2 separate regions of the Mus musculus genome follow, and region 1 is linked to region 2. Evidence: chromatin contacts called from public Hi-C data. All regions are on one chromosome and are shown on one strand. Each heading gives the region's core, a stretch centred on a gene start, on an enhancer-like site or on the middle of the called end of the contact. The rest is flanking DNA. Distances are from core to core; before and after follow the strand shown.

The links. A called contact is a pair of places that touch in the nucleus more often than the background predicts.
Region 1: a contact with region 2 is called in a Hi-C map of the G1E-ER4 cell line, with 2.9 times the contacts expected there. The contact joins the enhancer-like site here to the promoter of Hmox2 in region 2. A contact is called at or near these places in 8 of 39 promoter capture datasets (the 3T3-L1 cell line, 3T3-L1-derived adipocytes, cranial neural crest and 5 more), 2 of 484 Hi-C or Micro-C datasets (CD4 T cells and the G1E-ER4 cell line), 5 of 115 datasets of contacts at active chromatin or transcription factors (the SCID.adh cell line, embryonic stem cells, epiblast stem cells and 1 more) and 3 of 9 other capture datasets (adipose tissue, liver and pancreatic islet).

What each region holds. Positions count from the first base shown.
Region 1 is chr16:4,547,567-4,551,599 of GRCm38.p6, reverse strand. Tfap4 (transcription factor AP4) reads left to right here. Exons shown (of 7, transcript NM_031182.2): 4 at 200-370; 5 at 2,129-2,269. Among named protein-coding and RNA genes, the nearest start is that of Tfap4, 10 kb to the left of the region's middle. Within about 2 kb of position 2,114, at least 10 of the 459 cell types and tissues checked have an H3K27ac peak or open chromatin away from gene starts, as enhancers often do. A contact at or near this core is called in the G1E-ER4 cell line, where this site is marked.
Region 2 is chr16:4,723,990-4,727,969 of GRCm38.p6, reverse strand. It overlaps Hmox2 (heme oxygenase 2), which reads right to left and starts at 1,609. Exons shown (of 6, transcript NM_001136066.2): 1 at 1,499-1,609.

The sequences.
Region 1 (4,033 bases), core at 865-3,364, 180 kb after region 2:
GAGTGGGCTCTGTTCTAGAACGTAAGGCCATTCTTCCACGCCTGCAGGGCGTTTGGTTACTTGGTGGATTTACAGAATGGGTTCTCAAATGTGAATCCACCTGTGTTGGGTGGTTTTGGAGGGCTTTCCATAGAGCCCTGTGGCCTCTGCATGAGTTATGGGTGTGTCAGCTCACTCACCAACCTCTTGGGTTCCGCAGGAGCTGAGTGGCTCATCCCCGAAGCGGCGGCGGGCGGAAGACAAGGATGAGGGCATTGGCTCACCCGACATCTGGGAGGATGAGAAGGCTGAGGACCTTAGGAGAGAGATGATCGAGCTGCGACAACAGCTGGACAAGGAGCGCTCCGTGCGGATGATGCTGGAAGAGCAGGTGAAGCAGTGCCCTCTGCTGGCCAGTGTGATGCCCAGAGTCAGAGGATGGATTCTGTGGTCTGTTCCTCCCTTTAGCAAGTATTTACAAGAGTGTCTGTTCCATGAGATGGCCTAGGGTTAAGAACACGTGTTGCTCTTGCAGAGGATCTGAATGCAGTTGACTTTCCAGCACCCACATGGTTGCAGACAGCCACACACAGCCCCAGTTTCAGGGACTCTGACGCCATCTTCCGCTTCTGACTTCTACAGTCACCCAATGGTGTGGATTCATACAGGGAGAACCCTCAAATGTACAGACACGCAGATGCAGACACAGACAGACAGACAGACAGACAGATACACACACACAGTACCTGCTCTATACTAGGCCTAAGAGTAGGTGCTCTGCTCTCCAGTTTGTGTAGGACTAAGAGGGATTAGTCAACAGTTCATTTGCTCGCTCTTTCTTTCTTTCTTTCTTTCTTTCTTTCTTTCTTTCTTTCTTTCTTTCTTTCTTTCTCTCTCTCTCTCCCTTCCTTCCTTCCTTTCTCTTTTTCTTTCTTTCTTCCTTTCTTTCCTTCTTTCTCTCTCTCTCTCTTTTTTTTTTTTTTTTTGGTTTTTCAAGACAGGGTTTCTCTGTGTAGCCCTGGCTGTCCTGGAACTCACTCTGTAGACTTGGCTGGCCTCGAACTCAGAAATCCGCCTGCCTTCTGCCTCCCAAGTGCTGGGATTAAAGGCGTGCGCCACCACCCCTGGCGCTTGCTTGCTTGCTTGCTTGCTTTCTTTCTTTCTCTCTTTCTCTCTCTCTCTTTCTCTTTCTCTCTTTTTCTTCCTCTCTCTCTCTCTCTTTCTTCTTTCTTTCTTTTTTTTTTTTTTTTTTTTTTTTTTTAAAGATTTATTTATTATATGTAAGTACACTGTAGCTGTCTTCAGACACTCCAGAAGAGGGCATCAGATCTTGTTACAGATGGTTGTGAGCCACCATGTGGTTGCTGGGATTTGAACTCCGTACCTTCGGAAGAGCAGTCGGGTGCTCTTACCCACTGAGCCATCTCACCAGCCCCTCTTTCTTTCTTTCTCTCTCTCTTTTTCTCTCTTTCTTTTTCTTCCTCTCTCTCTCTTTCTTCTTCCTTCCTTCCTTCCTTCCTTCCTTTCTTTCTTTCTTTCTCTCAAGAGTGGATTTCTCTATGTAGCCTTGGCTGTCATAGAACTTGCTTTATAGACCAGGCTGGCCTCAGAGTCAAGAGATCTGCCTGCCTCTGCCTCCTGAGTGCTGGGATGAGAGGCATGTGCTAGCACACTTGGCCAACAGTTCTTTATTAAAAACATAAAATACAACCTAGGGCTGGGTTGTTTAGTTCAGTTACAGAGAGCTTAGCATGTAAGTTCTGGGCTCAACTCCAGGTATACAGACACAACACACACATACACACACACACACACACACACACACACACAAATACAAATACAGCTGAAATAAGACTCCATAGGAGCTGTGGCACCAGGAAGGGTTTGACCTGGTTCCCCAGGTTGTTCTTCATGGCTTCTATAAGGAAACCAGCTAGTCAGTCAGAAGGGAAAGGGTTTTTTGTTTTTTTGTATTGGAAACAGTAGAGACAAAAGTTTAGAGGTGAGAAGGGGAGAGCCTTCCGTCTGCCCTGGAGGGGGCGCTCTCTGTCAGGGTTTTCGGTTTAGGATTGCCCTGTGGTGTTAGCGCCACTGGTGGAGCAGGTGTGGCCTTGCCCCACCTCTCAGCGCTGTGCTATCCCACCTGCAGGTGCGCTCCCTCGAGGCCCACATGTACCCGGAAAAACTCAAGGTGATTGCCCAGCAGGTGCAGCTGCAGCAGCAGCAGGAGCAGGTGCGGCTGCTGCACCAGGAGAAGCTAGAGCGGGAACAGCAGCACCTACGGACCCAGGTGAGCGGGGACTCCAGGAGGCAGGGGGGGCCCTCGAGGGCCGTCGCGGGGTTCTCAGAATCTGTAGGTGGGTCTCAGACTATGTAGGTACAAATAGCTGTGCAGGCATGCTGCGTTTTAGCTGTCTGAGAGCATTGGGACATAGGCCACAATCCTCACGGCAGTCCTTTGAAGCCTGAGCTGCTTACTGTTTTATTGCTGTGGAAAATAAGGTAGAGAAAGGTGAAGTAATTCTCTGGAGCAGGAATTTGAACCCTCTCTGCCTTAATCCAGGATCTATGCTCCCCTCCTCCTCCTCCTATTCATCTTCCTCTTCTTTTTTTTTTTTTCAACTTCCTCTTCTTCTTTCTTCTCTTCTTCTTTTTTGTTTTTCTTTTTGGTGGTGCTGACTGAGCCCAGGGCATGTCTGGCAAGCATTCTGCCACTGAGTACATCCCAGGCTCACACATTCTGCCACTGAGTACATCCCAGGCTCACACATTCTAACACTGAGTACATCCCAGGCTCACACATTCTAACACTGAGTACATCCCAGGCTCATACTCTGCACTATTTTCTGTTTTTTGTTTTGTTTTGTTTTTTTTGTTTTTGTTATTGTTGTTTGTTTGTTTTTTGTTTTTGAGTCAGATCTCACTATTTAGACCAGTCTACTACCCTTGAACTCACAGAGCTCTGTCAGCTGCCTCCAGAGTGCTGGGGTTAACGGTGTGTGCCACCATCATGCCCAGCCAGAGTCTCTACTCTTGAACAGTCATTTATCAGGTCTTAATGTGCTTCTTGAGCCACAAGCAAAAGGGCCAGAGGATTGGGGGGTGGGGGTGGTATGGAAGCCGCTCACTGCCCTTCCCTTCATTCCTAGTGTTGGAGGGGTTGGTGGGGTTGTGACTCGCTTGGTTCTTTCTACTTGTCAGCGTTTTATAAGTGTAACAAGCACCTGAAGCAGCCAGGTTATAAAGAGAGAAGGGGAATTTGGCTCAAATTTCAAAGACTTCAGATTGTGCATGATTGGTGAAGTGATAGATCATGGCAGGAACAAAATTACTCACTTCATGACTTAGAAACTAAAGAGAGAAAAAGACAAAAGCTGGGTTCTTACTGATCTCTTGGAAAATGTGCCAGCCCACTGACCTAAAGGACTTCTACCTGGCCCCATTATTATAATTACAATAATAATCATTATTATTGGTTTTCTTTTTTGAGTCAGGGTTTTTTTTTTGTTGTTGTTGTTTTTTGTATTTTCGAGACAGGGTTTCTCTGTGTAGCCCTGGCTGCCCTGGAACTCACTTTGTAGACCAGGCTGGCCTCGAACTCAGAAATCCAGCTGCCTCTGCCTCCCAAGTGCTGGGATTAAAGGCATGTGCCACCATGACCGGCTTTTTATAAATGTGTCTTTTTTTTTTTTGTATTTTTTTTGTCTTAAGAGAGGGCCTTGTGGGCTGGAAAGATGACTCAGCGGTTAAGAGCACTGACTACTCTTCCAGGGGTCCTGAGTTCAATTTTCAGCAACCACATGATGGCTCACGACCATCTGTAATAGGAATCCGATGCCCTTTTTTGGTGTGCCTGAAGACAGAGTGTGCTCACATTCATTAAATAAATAAATAAATAAATATATAAATAAATCTACTTTTTAAACAAAGGGTACACAGAGACATACAAGCAGCACACATACCCACGAGGGCCTTGCCATGTATCCCATGTGGGCCTTGAGCTTGTCTTCCTCCTGTCCAACCTTCTGACAGCCATGATGAGAGCTATGTACCA
Region 2 (3,980 bases), core at 360-2,859:
GTGATGTTTCTGGGAAAAAAAGAAAAAACTGAATACTTTTTACTCTTCAAAGAAACTAAAAACATTGACAAAACAGCATGATGTACCCACCTTAATCCCAGCACAGAGGAGGCAGAGGCAGTGGGATCTCTGTGAGTTGAGGCCTGTCTATAGAGAAAGTTTAAAGACAGGACTAAATAATTTTGAGAGAGCCTGACTCAAAGGGGGGAAAAAAAGATTTAGGCTGGGCACTATAGTGCAAGCTCATCATAATCCTAACAGTTAGGAGCCTGAGGATCTCAAATTCAGTTAGTGCACACTACATGGCAAGATTTCCTTCTCAAAACACAAAACACTGGGTAGGGTTGTGGGCTCAGTAGTAAAATACATGCTCATCTTGTTCAAACTGCACCGCCAAAAAAAACTTTCTTAATAATTATGTATTAAATGACATTTATAATAACTATTATAAACTGAAGCACTATACCAGAAATAGGAACGCACAAAACCTTCTACATGACTAGACTGTTTAAGGCCAGTATGACCACTTAAACAAAACCATTTCTAATCTCTAATCCACTTCTGAAAAAATCACAGGATGTCTATGCATAACTAAGATCTTCAGTGCTGTTATCTCGCCTGTGGAATGTTCGTGGATTTACTTCACGAGTCTCTTAATATTCTCACTTTATAGGTAGTAAAACACTCAAGGATTTAGAAAGGACTGGAGAGCAAGCGCTCTCCCTCAACTGGACAGTATATGATATTTCTGTCTTTCGGGAACACTCCCTTCTCTAGTTGAGTTTGCGGTGCCCACAATTGAACACAGGCCACAACTGGTCCTTCAGAACCAATTTAAACGGCATGACACAAGACAGTCCTTGTGCAAGCAGTGTGCAAGGCGGTCCAGGCAGTTCTTACAGAGCAATTAAGTCACCTGGAGCTCTGTGCTTTGGTGGTGACAGGTGACCTCCTGGGCCAGACCAACCGGCTACATCTACGACTGAGTCCTCCCAGTCTTGCACTCAGAACCACAGGTCACTCATCAAGTCCCCACAGGGATTCTAAGGGATCTTGCCACCGAGGGGAGCCACTGAAGGCTGGCCAACAAGGCCGCCACGCCCCGGGCTCCTCCGGGACCTCAGGTAGGCTCATGTGCTGCGCTGCTGCACTAACTTCGACCCCGGAGTCACCTCAAGAGCATTCGTGACGCTGGGAGGGGCTATGCCCCACGGGAACACCAGAGGACTCTTGGGGATGGAGCTCAAAGCCGTCTAGAGCGCGACGTCCGCGGTTTCGGGCTCATTTGACGCTCAAGGCCCGCTCGGTGGCCCCTCTCCGACCCCCAGTCTCCCGCTCGCTCGCTCGCCCGCCTCAGCCCGCTTCCGGCCACCCCCCGCCCGACGTCCCCTCAGGCTGAGGACGAGTCGCGGGGGGACAGCGGAGCAGAGCTTCGAAGAAGGCCGCCGCCATGCAAGGACCCGGGAGGGGAGGACGGGGCACAGAGCGGACCACTCACCGTCAGTGGCTCCGCAGGTCAGTCAGTCTCCGCGTCTGCGACTCTCTCTGTACCTTCGCAGCCGAGAGGGCGAGCGCCAGGACGGTAGGACGTGCGCACGCAGCGAGGGGCGGAGTCACCAGGCCACGCCCCCAGGCGCACGGCAGCTAGCGGGAGGCTCTTGGGCGAGCCGACACTGCCTTCTGAGAAAGCTTCGGGAGTGGGGAGTAGTAATGTTAACCGGAGAGGAAGGAAGCGTGTCAGCCAAAGCCAACTGCTTGTTGATCGAGAGTGGGGGCTCAAGCCTGGAATCCCAGCACTCGGTGGGGGACAGGGGTGGGGTTGAGGCTGGAGAATTCAAGAGCAACCTGGAGAATTCAAGAGCAACCTGGGCTACAGTGTGAGCATTTGTCAGTGCTCAAACAAAAACACAAAAGGGTTGGGAATGTAACTTGTTGGGGAAGAATTAATAGATTCTTTTTGGGGGGGCGGGGTGTTTCGAGACAGGGTTTCTCTGTATAGCCCTGGCTGTCCTGGAACTCACTCTGTAGACCAGGCTGGCCTCGAACTTAGAAATTCGCCTGCCTCTGCCTCCCAAGTGCTGGGGTTATTAAATGCATGCACCACCACTCACTGCCCAGCACTTAATTACTTTTTTAACTATTAAAGTTTTGGTTTGGTTTTGTGCTGGAGATGGAATTCTAGATTTTGAGTAAGCTCTCTTACTGAGTTATGCTGAGGGACATTTCTGTGCACTCTGTATTCTGTCTGATTCCTGTACCCAGAGGTCCAGCTCCAGTCTCGACTTTAGTATGACTCAGTATTTTATAAAATATTATTCTCTATCACCTCCTGATTGGTTAAATAAAGAGCTTAATAGCCTATGGCTGGGCAGGAGAGGATATGGCAGGACTTCTGAGGCCAGAGACAGAGAGAGCATCTCAGGTGGGAGAGAAGGGAGACAGGAATCCGAACAGGAATGAAGGAGGAGGAGCCAGAGCAAGCCTGAGAAGGCAGGAAAGGTCCACATGGCTGGGAAGTAGGCCAGCATACTTGGTTAGAATAGCTTAGAGTCTGCCTGGCTCTGCGCCTCACCTTTATAATAAATATAAAGGTCTCCGTGTCATTAAGCAAGGAGGACATAGAAAAGTTCCTTACTTTTGCAGAGTTATGTCTCCCCAACCCAACAAATGTTCTCTTTCTACCTCTCTATTATTCAGGTGCACGATGCACCCACAAGCTAGGAAGATTTCCACACTAGAAGCTTTAACCAAATTTGCAGAATCTTTTCCTACTCAACACTATTCACAAAAAAAACAACAAGTTCTGGAAGCAGCCTAGATAATCTAATTGATGACCAAAGTATGAAGGCAGTTTCTGCATGAGCAGGACCAGGGTGTTGGATTTTATTGGGACAGAGTTACAAGAAAGTAGTTTATGTAAGCTCTCCTCAGAGCCTTCTTTTCTGTGTTGTTGTTGTTGTTGTTGTTGTTGTTGTTGAAAGAGGACACACTACTAGGGATTGAATCCAGGATCTCCAGCATGCTAGACAAGAACTCTCCACTGTGCTATATTATCAGAGCTTTTCATGGTGAACATTTCCAAAAACCAGAGTACCACCTCTTTTCTTACCTAATTTATTCATTGCTAGATCTGTCCTGGCACCAATGGGTGTCCTAATATCATAACGATTTAAGGTCCTTCAGTCCCTATGGCTTCCTTTTGTTTTGTTTTTCTAGACAGGATCTCAATATGTAGCTCTGGCTGTCCTGAAACTCTGCAGACCAGGCTGGCCTCAAACTCAGAAGTCTGCCTGCCTCTGCCAAGTGCTGGGATTAAAGGCATGCGCCACCACTGCCAGCTCAGTAGGGCTTTTTAACAAAGTAGAGGCAGTCAGGTGTTCTCCTGGGGGTAGGTGTGATCATTAGGGCACTTGATGGGTGCCAGTTGGAAGCAAGATAGATTAAAGAGACCCATCTCTTATTGAGGCACTATACAGGTGTTGGACTCTGGTAAAGTCAATGGCTGTTAAAACCACTGTTAGTGATTTTAACACTAACACTTAGCTAAAGGCAAGCACTCCTTCTAATGTTTGTGGTTCTAAAAGTAAGCAAAGATGTTCAGGACGGTCCAGTGTGACTCTTCATTTGATGGCTGCCTTAGACTCTTTCTTGCTGCCTACCTGTCTTTAAGGAAAGGACTGTCATCCAAATGGCTGTTCTTCTGCCAGAACCAGACATCTGGAACACCCCACAGACACCTCAAGAACCAGACATCTGGGACACCCCACAGACACCTCAAGAACCAGACATCTGGGACACCCCACAGACACCTCAAGAACCAGACATCTGGGACACCCCACAGACACCTCAAGAACGCTAACTGATGATCACAGATGATCATATGGGCTCCCGAAGGCTGGTTCAAACAGTTTGTATTGGACCTTTTGATTTCACGAGTCTCAGTGAATTCAAGATGACCTTACAAAGATGTGCACCTAGGC